2 separate regions of the Astyanax mexicanus genome follow, and region 2 is linked to region 1. Evidence: chromatin contacts called from public Hi-C data. All regions are on one chromosome and are shown on one strand. The core of a region is the stretch at or near the end of the contact, and the rest is flanking DNA. Distances in the headings are between cores, read along the strand shown.

Region 1 (5,851 bases), core at 1,691-4,190:
AGCATGCTCATGGCAAGTTTATGTGAATTACCTGAGTAGCCAAAAGAGATTTAAACAGAGACAGAAAACTATGCATGCTGAGTTCCCCCTTGACCTTAAACTCTGCTGCTATATTCACACAATCACACCAGTTCCACCTTAAATGCTACCGCTATATTCACACAATCACACTAACATCAGCGTATTTGAAGTTTTCATTTCATCTTTAACAGTAAAGCAGTTACAGGTCCCTGGACAAAACCACTGTACCATTTATGCCATATTTTCATTATGTTCCACCTTAAATGCTGCAGTGGTTTCAAAATTCATTAACCATTGTTCCTTTCATCATTCATTAACCAGCTGCTTATTTGATTTTTCTGTTCCAAGTTAAGTAGTGAAGGAGTGAAATTCAAACTCTACAACTTGTTTTATTTCCATCATTTAAAGCATGTACTTGCAGAAAATGAGAAATGGCTGAAATAACAAACAAGATGCAGAGCTTTCAGACCTCAAATAATGCAAAGGAAATAAAAGTTCATATTCATAAAGTTTTAAGAGATCAGAATTCAATATTCGGTGGAATAACCCTGGTTTTTAATCACAGTTTTCATCTTGGCATGTTCTCCACCACCAGTCTTACACACTGCTTTTGGATAACTTTATGCCACTCCTGGTGCAAATATTCAAGCAGTTCAGCTTGGATTCACGGCTTGTGATCATCCATCTTCCTCTTGATTATATTCCAGAGGCTTTCAATTTGGTAAAATCAAAGAAACTCATCATTTTTAAGTGGTCTCTTATTTTTTCCAGACCTGTATAGCGTAAATCTGGAACAGAAAACTAAATCTGTGGCAATTTTTAAACCAGTACACTGTGAGAAGCATTTTAGAGACAGGGTGTGGATGTGATGGGTGATTCCTGCTGTATCATTTTAACTACATTTAACTTATTTTTATATCAGCCTCAAAAATTTCCATCAAACATTTTTGAGGCATGAGGGCCCTTTATTAGAATCTTGCCTATGGCCTCAGAGAAGCATTTAAATATGTAATGTTCTGATATTTATCAAATAATCTGTTGTGTTTGGGCATTTCTGGTGACAGAGCTGAGTGTGAACTGAGTGAGCAGCCGTTAAAGACCACTACTGAATTTCTGTTCACAGTTTATGATGTTGATTATGTCAATTAATCGTTGCAGGCCTAGTGTACCAGAGGTACATCACAGAAGGCATTATCACCCACAGTGGACAGTGTAGTGGGAGGTAATAACTGTGATTCTGGCAGATCCATCTCATCATATGCCCAATCAATGCAGGAGAGCCCACATACATCTTACAAGTCAAGCTCAGTCAAGTATTATTTAGCTTCTATAGGAGGTGGCAAAAGTCATGGGACACAATGCCAATTTCTGGCTTGTGTCTGTTGGCATGTCAGTACACACTGTACATCCCTACAGATGTGTTCTTTTTGAGAGTTCATATAGTCTTCCATTTTCAGATTTATTATGCATGTAATTTATGATGCCTCTTGCAGAAGCACCCACCTAGAATCCAATTTTCTGGCCATCAAACTGAAGGTTGCTGGGCCATGAAGATCAATTAAACCTTTCACAGACGTCGCCACGATCATCTGATGTTTCCAGAATTCATTTTCCCCATCATGCTGACAGGCAGTGTGCTTCCTGGGATACACTGCCTCAAGCTGTTTACATTCTGCTGCTGGTCTCACTGGCATTTTCAAGACCTAGCCCTCTGCATTCATAAAGCTTCTCGAAGTAGGACTGCTGATCCATAATCCAATGCTCCCAATCTGAAAAGCTTTATTAACATAGGCCCTGGGCTATAAAACAGTGTCTTTTATACAGCTGAAATACACACAAATCTCAGGCCTCAGTGGTAGAGATGGACAATATGATGATATTGTATCGTATTGTGATCAATTTTCATCTAAATTAATGACATTTAAGTGATATTTCATATTCAGATTGGTTTATGCTTTATTTTGTAAGCAAAACTATCTTTTTTGTAAGCTGGTAGCTACAGTATGTTTTTGGGGAATGGACAGCCAAGCAAACTACTAGCAAACAGTAGCAACTGTTTGTCAGATAGGAAATAATAATAGGAAAATATTACTGTAAATTGTATACAAAGGCTCGTAGACTGTCTATTTAGGCCAAACCATTGACATTATGAAATGATGATTAAACGTATAATATGCATTTCTCAAAAAGCTGAAAGGAGAAGCTCTATTATTTTTCACTAGCTGGTATTTAAAATTATTTTAAAAAAATAGAAAAAATGGGATCGAGTTTTAAGAAAGAAATAAAAGTGAATGGTGCCATCTAAAGGCCCGAGCGAGTAAATGCGGCTGGCAAAAAACACCAGAGATTTTTTTTTTATTCGAGATAACGAATTTGATTTAAAAAAACACAGGTGACCCTGCCATCCTTTTAAAATATTGAGTCAGTCATTTTACAACAGGATTTTTTACGCATGTAATTTTTACTCTCATGTCCATTCATAGGCCATACGTGTAGTTAGAAATAATCTGCATTTTACTAATAAACCCATAGTTACTATTGATTATTATTATTATTAATTATTATTATTATAAAGCCATGCTAATTATCAGTTAGTCACTGGGCTAGCGAGTGTCCTCGCATTTAGCGTTAGTTGCCCTAGCAACAAATACAGGAAGTGCCCAAGACCCTTACCGCCGGTTAAAAACGTCCGTCCGGAAACTGAAATTCATACCTAAGGAACTGATAGATTAGATTTAAACTATTAAAACTTAATTTCTATTATTTATCATAAATACAGAAATCACCCAACAAAATACAGCTTTTATAATTATATATATAAATATGATTAACTGAATGTGTGTGTTTGCAGAACGAAATCAAATAAAAGAGCTAACTTATTTAAAAAAAATGTCTTATTCCTTTAGGATTCAGCCTGTGGTTAAATAAACTGAGTGTAGAGCCGGGGTGAGGGTGAACTGGTGTAAAGGTTATCTTACTGGGGGATCTCTCTGTTATCTTTATGGCTGTGGAGACGCAGGTAGCGGCGTGGTAAATCAGGCGAGCTGGAACCCGGTGTGTGTTTGTTCCGGTGTTTCTCGGCGAGCTGCGTGAACTTTCACCAGATTTGGAGCTGCGGTAAAACTCAGCGCTGAGAGAAACACTGGGTTAAACCGAACATGGAGCTGTAGGAGAACTTTACACACCAGCTAACTAAATAACCACCAGTCTGCTGCTCCTGGATCAGTTTATACTGCCAGCGAGACGGGAATGAACACACCCCTTTACTAACTTTTACACAGCTAGCTTAGGTTAGCTATTCTGATTCAACTGAGCAGAGCTTTAACCTCCTCTGTTCAATAACCGAGACCACCAGCTCCTGACCCGACTAAAGCTAGTAACGTTACACTCACTGACTGAACCTCTCGAGACATGGAGTCCTTCATCACATTCACCAACCAGAGCCAGGGAAGAGACCGGATCTTCAGGTGAGTTCTGAAACATACTGAATATTACATATTTTACACAGTCCTTTAATCCTCTATGGCATAGTGCTGCCCTCAGGCAAAACAAATGTTTAGTTATTAACTCTTTTTATATACCTTTTATTTATTTACTTAATTACGTATTTACTTACTTATTTACGTATTTACTTACTTTCTTATTTACTTACATTATTTACTTATGTATTTACTTGTTTAGTTTCTTTCTTATTTACTTACTTTCTTATTTACTTGTTTACTTACTTTCCTATTTATGTTTTTGTTTACTTTCTTTCTCATGTAATTAATTATTTTCATATTTATTTGTTTATTTACTTACTTTCTTATTTACTTACTTTCTTATTTACTTACTTTTTTATTTACTTACTTTCTTATTTACTTACTTATTTACTTACTTACTTTCTTACTTTACTTACTTACATATTTACTTACTTTCTTACTTTACTTACTAACTTACTTATTTATTTATAGTTAGGTGTACAAATGTGTCACAAAAATATGTGCAAGAATATGTAAATCAGTTTATTTGTCTGTTTGGATTCTTAATATTTTTTTTTATTCTTGTTGTAAACTTACTAAAACAGTATTTTTTATGTGACTTTGCACAGGAAAACCACGTTGGTTAATCATAAAGAAGGAGTGCTTTTTTTCCCTCCCAAAACAATAATTTGTGCCATAGAGGGTTAATTGTTTTAAATTTTTAATATTGTTTAGTTTATAAAACTTGTTGGCTTGTTTTCAGGGCTACCCAGTATGCCTGTGTGCTGGTAAAGTACCTGCTCCGCAAAGATTCAACTAGAAAAGAGCTGCTGCAGAAACTGCGGAGTCTGGAGTCAAATATGAGCTCCGGACGGAAGCGTAAGTACAGTGCATCAGAAAAAAAAAAACTTCCAACAATAAAGAATTCCAGAACATTCATACCCTGGAGCTCACCTCACAAATGACAGTTTTCTGTATTGCAGTTTTTACTAGTAGAAACTCTCACTTCAGATATTGGATATTAAATCTAATAGTATTATATAGCCAGTACCAGTTAAAAGTCTGGACACACCTTCTCATTCCATGTTTTTATTATTTTTCCTACATTGTAAATTAATTCTGAAGTCAACCAGACAATGAGGGAACACATAAGGAATCATGTATTAACTTAAAAGTGTTAAACAAACCAAAATACTCTCAATTTGCTCTTATCTGGGGTGTTGCTTACTTGCAGTTTCTAAGGCTTGTAACTCTGATTAACTTATCCTCTACAACAGAGGTAACTCTTGGTCTTCCTTTCCTGGGGTGGTCCTGATGAGTGCCAGGTTCATCATAGTGTTTTTGATGGTCACTTGAGGATACTTTCAAAGTTCTTTAAAATGTTTCGGATTGGCTGGCCATCAGTAATTTTTTCTTTACTTAGCTGAGTAAATTCTACTGTTTCTAAAAACTGCAGCGTTTCCACCTGGATGACCAACTTTTCAACTACCTTGACCATCAAAGACCAGCTTAATTCATCCAACAGCAAAAGCTGGTCTTTAGCTTAGTTTTTAAGCTGGCAAATTATGATCCACTGATGATTTAAGTATATTCATGAGATTGCATTTTTCATATATCATGAGAAAAAAAATCCAACTATGTTCTTCTGTTCAGTTTTCAGGCTTGGCAATACCGTGAACTCCATCGATGCAGCCAAGAAAACTCTCTACCTGTCTGACCCTGTGTTGCGTCTTTGCCTCACCGTGGCCAACATTAACCGCGCCCTTTATTTCATCTGTGACAATGTTCTCTGGGCCAGGAGTCTCGGCTTCCTCAAAGGTATCGATAAGGAGCGCTGGAACCTCAATGCCAACCGGTATTACTTCTTTTCTTTAGTGATGAATCTTACTAGGGATGTGTATGTGATCGCCCAGCTGATGGTGCAGAGGTCTCGGGAGAGGCAGTTTCAGCAGAAAGTCAACCAGCACCTCAACGAGAGCCCTGACGTGGCTTGTGTCATTATTCCACAGCTTGATGCGTTTCTGTTTCTGTTAATTGAAAGTCTCAAAAATCACCCAGCTGTAGCACTCGACACGATCAAGAACGCGTGTGATCTTTTCATTCCGCTTGACAAGCTGGGAATTTATCAGACAAATGCAGGAGTCGTAGGGATGTGTGGACTTGTCTCTTCTCTAATAGGTATACTCTCAGTCCTGAAGACCAGTTTAAAAATGAAACCTTAAGGTGAGGAGAGAAATGAGACTGAATTAAAGATTCAGTGTGAGAGTTCTGTTAATAGAGAAATTAGAATCTAGCTGTCAGAATCATGAATAATGAAAGTTTGATTTATAGTTGGAGGAAAATAGCTTTAAGGTACATCACATATGAAC
Region 2 (5,851 bases), core at 1,938-4,437, 140 kb after region 1:
ACCGGCATCTGAGGTGAAAGAACCATGTGAACTGATGTGGTTGAGTAATAGTTTAGGATTTTGCAGAAATATGACTCAGGTTATACAGCATTACACTTAGACAATTTTGCAGTTGTTGTGAGCGTTTTCCTGCGAACCAAAGATACATAGCGCAGTAGGAGTGCTATTCCCCCTATTACAGATCAGTGGAGAATCACAGTGATTAAGAAAATGTTCATTTTTTTTAATAATGTTGCTTAAATAGAACAAGTTACAAATAATATTAATACAGCATTAGTCATTTTGTGTGTCAGTGTGTTAACTAAACTAAACCATTTACCAAATTCCATTTACAGGAGTGTAGTCCAAGACTAGGTTTAATCCCTGTCTGGGAAATAATAAGTATAACATTAAAATTTCTGTTTGTTCGTTTCCACTGCATTTGTGTGTTTTATATGTATACAAGCAAAAACACATTTACCGTCCAGAAAAATGGTTTAAGCAACTTTTGCACAGTACTGTTTGTGCAGAAAAAAGTAAACTGATACATAAACATTGCAAGAAACATTTGTTTTATGGACTTAGCATTTTTCCATTCAGTCATTAAATATGTTAATAATGCTAACAACACTTTTAATTGAGGCAATAACTGTTATAGGGGTTAAAATAGGCTTTTTTACAAGACAAATTTCCAGACTAGAGGTTTATTGGGAGAATTCTCATTACTTTGTAGTGATGTCAGTATGGGCAGCTACTGTCAGGCCAGCAAAACTCTTCTTTAAGACTCTTCTTTAACTCTACCCATCTGACTGATCTGTCTATATCACATTTGTATTACAGGATCTGTATTGCAAAAGGTCCTTCAGGAACCAGTGAGGAGATGTTTAGTGATGTCAAGATGAGCCTTCAGCTGTGATATGTCACTAAACAACTTCCCTGCTGATTCCTGAGAATTAGGTGATAATTTGATGTATTTACAGCTACTAGAATAATTTCACTTTCAACAAAATTCACTATGGCTCTCAAGTTTTCATTAAACATGATTTTTTAAAATTAGGTTATACCATTGTCCCAAATGGTCACATATTGTTTTATAAAGAAAAAATATCGTTTTTAAGAAGGTCAATAGCTGCTGATTTTTTTTTCTAGTTTAAAAAAATGAGATATATGGAATGTTGATAGAAATTATGACTAAATTATGTACAAAAAAATATCCTTTTTATTGTAAAGATTAAGTAAACAGGAATCTTTTGAAATAAAGGTATACACTGGAGAGTTTTCATTATGTGTGTCCTGTTCTGACTTTCCACCCAAGTGCATTATGAGGTTTTAGCTTGGTATATTGCGTATATATGGCCCTGGCAGTCGACATGGAATTTGTACAAACTATACCAGTATAGGAGTCACACCTGTAAATCTACCACACTGTGTAATTTAACAACTGTGCAGGCAAATATTGGGAATGTTACTGTTAACCTTTTAAATTGTCTAGCTGGGAATGTTATGTGGAAAAACATTCTAAAAACTTTGTGATGCAAACCATTATTAAGTAACACGTTTTCAGAAAGTTTGTGGAACTTTATTTCTGCCCTGCTACAGGGCAACCTTCCTGGAACCTTTTAAAAACATTGTTAAACATTAAAAAAAAAAATTATATTAGCTGGGTTAAAACTACAGAATACACAGACATTTCGAAAACAACTGAATGCTTCCAGAGCTTCTGGAAAGTTTGGGGAAGACCCTTTTCTATTGCAGCATTACTGTGGTCTGTAAAGGTATGGTTGGGTGGGTTTGGTGTGGAAAAACTGGACTGGCATAGGAAACCATAGAACACCAAACTAAAACATCCATCTGACCTCACAAAGGCTCTTCTGGATGAATGGACAAAATGTCTTAGCAATACACTCCAATATCGTGTAGAACCTAACCCCATGTCAATACCTATTGATTTATAATAGGATGTAATAAAAGCTTTGGTAGGTGTAATGTATAGTGTTGCAATTCTTCTGTTTTGTATATAATGTGAGTCAAACCTTTTATTAGTTAGTTGGCCTTGGACTTTTAGCCTCTAACTGTTTTAAAAACAGCCATGTTTTAAAACAGAAAATAACACATTTAAATCCTGAATAACAACTCAGGAAGATTTCAGAAACCAATATTTGGTGAAGGTTTCGTGTGTCTTGGCATGCTTTCCACCACCAGTCTTGCACACTGCTTTTGGGTCCCCAACTTTGATGGCTTGTAACCGTCTGGCTTCCTCTTGATTACATTAAAATACATTAAGGTATTTTTGGAATTTGGGAGAAAAGTCAGTAGTTTATGTTCATTTTACTCAAACATATACCAATAAATAGTACAAAAAATATATATTTTTAAAAGAGATAGATAGATCACATATAACAGTGTAAATAAATTTAACAAAACCAGTGAAAGAGTCACACCTGTAAGCTTAACTCAACTTGTCATTTTGTTTTAGCCATATCATGAGTCAGACATTTTATTAGTCAATTGCTTTGGACTTTGGCCTATAGCTTAGAAAATAAATAAATAAATAAATATTGTGTAACACTGTGATAAATTGGTGTCAGCATTTATAATTTCTCTCTTTCACCACAGAATTTAAAAATGAGTCGGAACATTCAAATATACAAAAATCTCAAACGAATTAAATGTATTATATTGTCTATTTTATTTTCAACCTCTTTAGAACATTCTAGAGAGCAACCAAACCACGCCGTGATCCCATAGGCTGCACACGACCAGCTGGTAGTTCATACTGATGTCTGACTGTCTGACTCAGGAGCGAATCGTTTTTCAAATGATTCTGAGAATTAACTTATTTAGACTCACTTTGCAAGTCCGACTGAATATTTACTGAAGGAACAAAGTTTATTGACTTTTATTGTACTAAAAACTTTAATAAGTGATAATAATCAGACTCAATATCAATTACTGAACCAAATACATACATAAAGATTTATGGACATAAGAATCACAATCAATTGTTGAATCAATGAATTGCTAAAGAAGATAATCGGTCTAGTGAACTGATTTGAACTTCACAGTACAGATTCAGACCCGATTCAGAGGAACAACCTAACGGACCAATCAGAGTTCTTCCAGCACAGTCGCCGTCCAATGAGAGCAGGTTTTGCAGTGACGTTGACGTGTTTGATCCAATCACGTTTGGCATTTCTTGCATATTTGACGCTAGGGGCTGCTGCGTTGTCAGTCCCTAGAAGAGACGAGCGACTGGAAAGCGAACGGTTCTCGGTGGGGAGAAGAAAAGAAAGCGGCCCTTTGGGTGAGCTTATCTGGAAACGAGAGGAAGCGATACAATGACGAGTAAGTTCGGGCTGTGAAGGAAGCGCTGTGTGAACCGAGCGGGGCTCGTGTTTTAGGGCTGTTTTGTGTTCTGAGTGAAGTCCGAGAGCGGCCTGCGGGGTATACGCGGCCTGCTGCTGCTGACGGGCTGTAACAACATAGCCTAGCCTAGCCTAGCTTAGCGTAGCCTAGCTGTGTTTACCAGTGATTTATCTTGAAAGAATATAGTGAGCGACTGCAGGGAGATGGTGAATTCGATGAATAAGAGCAGTCTGATTGTGTACAGTGACAGTAGCGGATGTGTGAAGGGCGTAGACCCGCAGGATTGTGATGTTTTGGTGATTTATCTTCCGTCAGTTCAGTACAAAGTACGTGGTGACGTGTTCTCCAGCGAGCTAGCAGTGGAACTAGCTAACGTTAACTATCTTTAGCTAAATTTGTTTTTTTTGGCTATAGCGCGGAGACGCCCAGTGTATTCACTGTGAATTAGCTTCCTAGCTAGACGATAACTAGGTTAACTAACCTACCATGTAAATTAGTGTTTAAATCATCAAATTTACGACTATGAAAATCCTGCGGTTTCTCCTGTGGTGGAGTTTAATGCTCTGTAAAAACTAAGTTATTTGTTTGGGCTCTGAAGTTTAACCCTCTATGGCAACAAACACAATGTTTGGTTTTAACGTTACATCTCCATATTTATTTTCATAGCTACTTACTTAACCCTCTTAGCTAACTAAGATTACTTAGTTAAGTTATTAAGTTACTAAGATTGTATTTATTATAATGTTACATGGCATGTCTGCGTCAAATACAATGAGGTGTGCAAGTTGGTCATAAATAAAAATATGTAAATCTTCAGTAATATGTATAGAAGTATATTTGGCGGTTTGTATTCTTATTATATTCTTACTGTCAAATTGTGCTACTTTCTCAAACCGTGCTACCCTAGTGTATTTGCAACTGTAAAAATAAGAAACAAGCACCATGATAGAGTATGTTCCCAGTAAAAATTCCAGTAGATGTAGCCATTGTAGAGTCAGTATATTTGGATAGTATAAACCACAAACTGGTTTTTTTTTTTTCAATAATATTTATTATTAATTTAGTTTACACTGTTGTGCAATAATTGAGACCGGGTTGTTTAATGCACAAAAATCAGAAAACACGAGAAATAATTATAAAGTTTAGGTCAGCGCGTACGCAGTGCCTTTTAGGAAGCACGTATCGATGGGTAGCATAACTCGACAGAACACTACCTCGCATGTTTTTTTTAGGGGGGCTTCCTTGCTCTAAACCACCTGATTCAATCCAATCTTCCCGAAAAACATTATTCATGCCATAGAGGGTTAACCCTTTAAACCTAGCGAAGCTGGAACATAGACCTTTTGTCAGTAAATTAGCAAACGCTTGCTACCTCTGATGTTTATATTGAGCTCCTATATTATATTTTAGGGGGAAATCAGCGTGAGCTTGCCCGCCAGAAAAATGCCAAAAAGCAAACTGACCAGTCCAAGGGCAAAAGAAATGAGGATGGTTTGTCTGCTGCTGCCAGGAAGCAGAGGTACAGTAACATTACGTAACATGTAGCTACCAACTTCAACTCCTGTTAAGTTCACAAGGGAACTTAATTAGTTAACCATACAAAAACGATTTTACAACTAGTTTATCCAGCAGAAGTGTTACAAAGACTCAGTGTGTATCTAGCTGGGTGGTGATGGTGAAGAAAGTTCTAGAAAATTATGTCTTCTCAAGTGTATTTATATTTTAATTCATTTCTTCAAATATTTTTGTATTTTATTTTGACATTTAATGTTTAAAGACAGGCCGGTGTTAATAATCAATTTTTTGGACAAAATATTTGCCCAAGAAATAAGTGAAATACACACAATTGTTGGTGTCAAGACCATGACAATGACAATAGAGTAATTTAACATACTCAAATTTGCATATTATTGAAATTGAAAAGATGAATATTTATACATTGAAACTGTGGTATAAATTACTCTTACTCTTGTTGACAGTAAGACCAATGTATACTATATAGCATGTGTGTTAATGCAAAAACATTATACTGATTTCTGTCACTGTAATTGGCAAAATCCGTTTAGGTATTTTGGCCCAGTGAGGGATTTTTATATGAATGAAATGAAGTGCATCAAACCAACTATTAAAAACCGGTCATTAAGACATTATATTCATATAGGAAGGTTGTTTAGTGGCTAACACTACATTCAGTGTTTTTTCTGCTTGACTAATTTATTTGCTTCTTATTAATTTTCCTCTTCCTCTTTCATTTTCTAGGGATGCTGAGATAATGCAACAGAAACAAAAGAAGTCCAATGAAAAATCTGACACAAAATCCAAGTAGCCTCCGAAGAACCAGAAGGAAGCCCTTCATACAAATATGATCCTCCAGTAAATGTTGTCATTGGTGTTATTAGGCTCCATTGGGATTCTTTTTTTGTGTTCTAGTTTCCAGCCTACAAAATGTTTATGTATGCTTTCTTTCAGGACATTTTATATTGTATAGCTTTAGAAAGACGAATCA

Evidence for each region. A called contact is a pair of places that touch in the nucleus more often than the background predicts.
Region 2: a Hi-C map of muscle shows a contact between it and region 1, with 9 times the contacts expected there. The contact joins the promoter of serf2a here to the promoter of pex11a in region 1. A contact is called at or near these places in 2 of 3 Hi-C or Micro-C datasets (both in muscle).

Annotation. Positions count from the first base shown.
Region 1 is chr9:28,355,976-28,361,826 of AstMex3_surface, forward strand. It overlaps pex11a (peroxisomal biogenesis factor 11 alpha), which reads left to right and starts at 2,941. Exons shown (of 3, transcript XM_007254477.4): 1 at 2,941-3,488; 2 at 4,246-4,361; 3 at 5,136-5,851. The coding sequence starts at 3,433. The coding sequence ends at 5,704.
Region 2 is chr9:28,491,177-28,497,027 of AstMex3_surface, forward strand. It overlaps serf2a (small EDRK-rich factor 2a), which reads left to right and starts at 3,188. Exons shown (of 3, transcript XM_007254484.4): 1 at 3,188-3,324; 2 at 4,756-4,864; 3 at 5,605-5,851. The coding sequence starts at 3,318. The coding sequence ends at 5,671. fkbp16 (FKBP prolyl isomerase 16) reads left to right here. Exons shown (of 9, transcript XM_007254478.4): 9 at 1-411.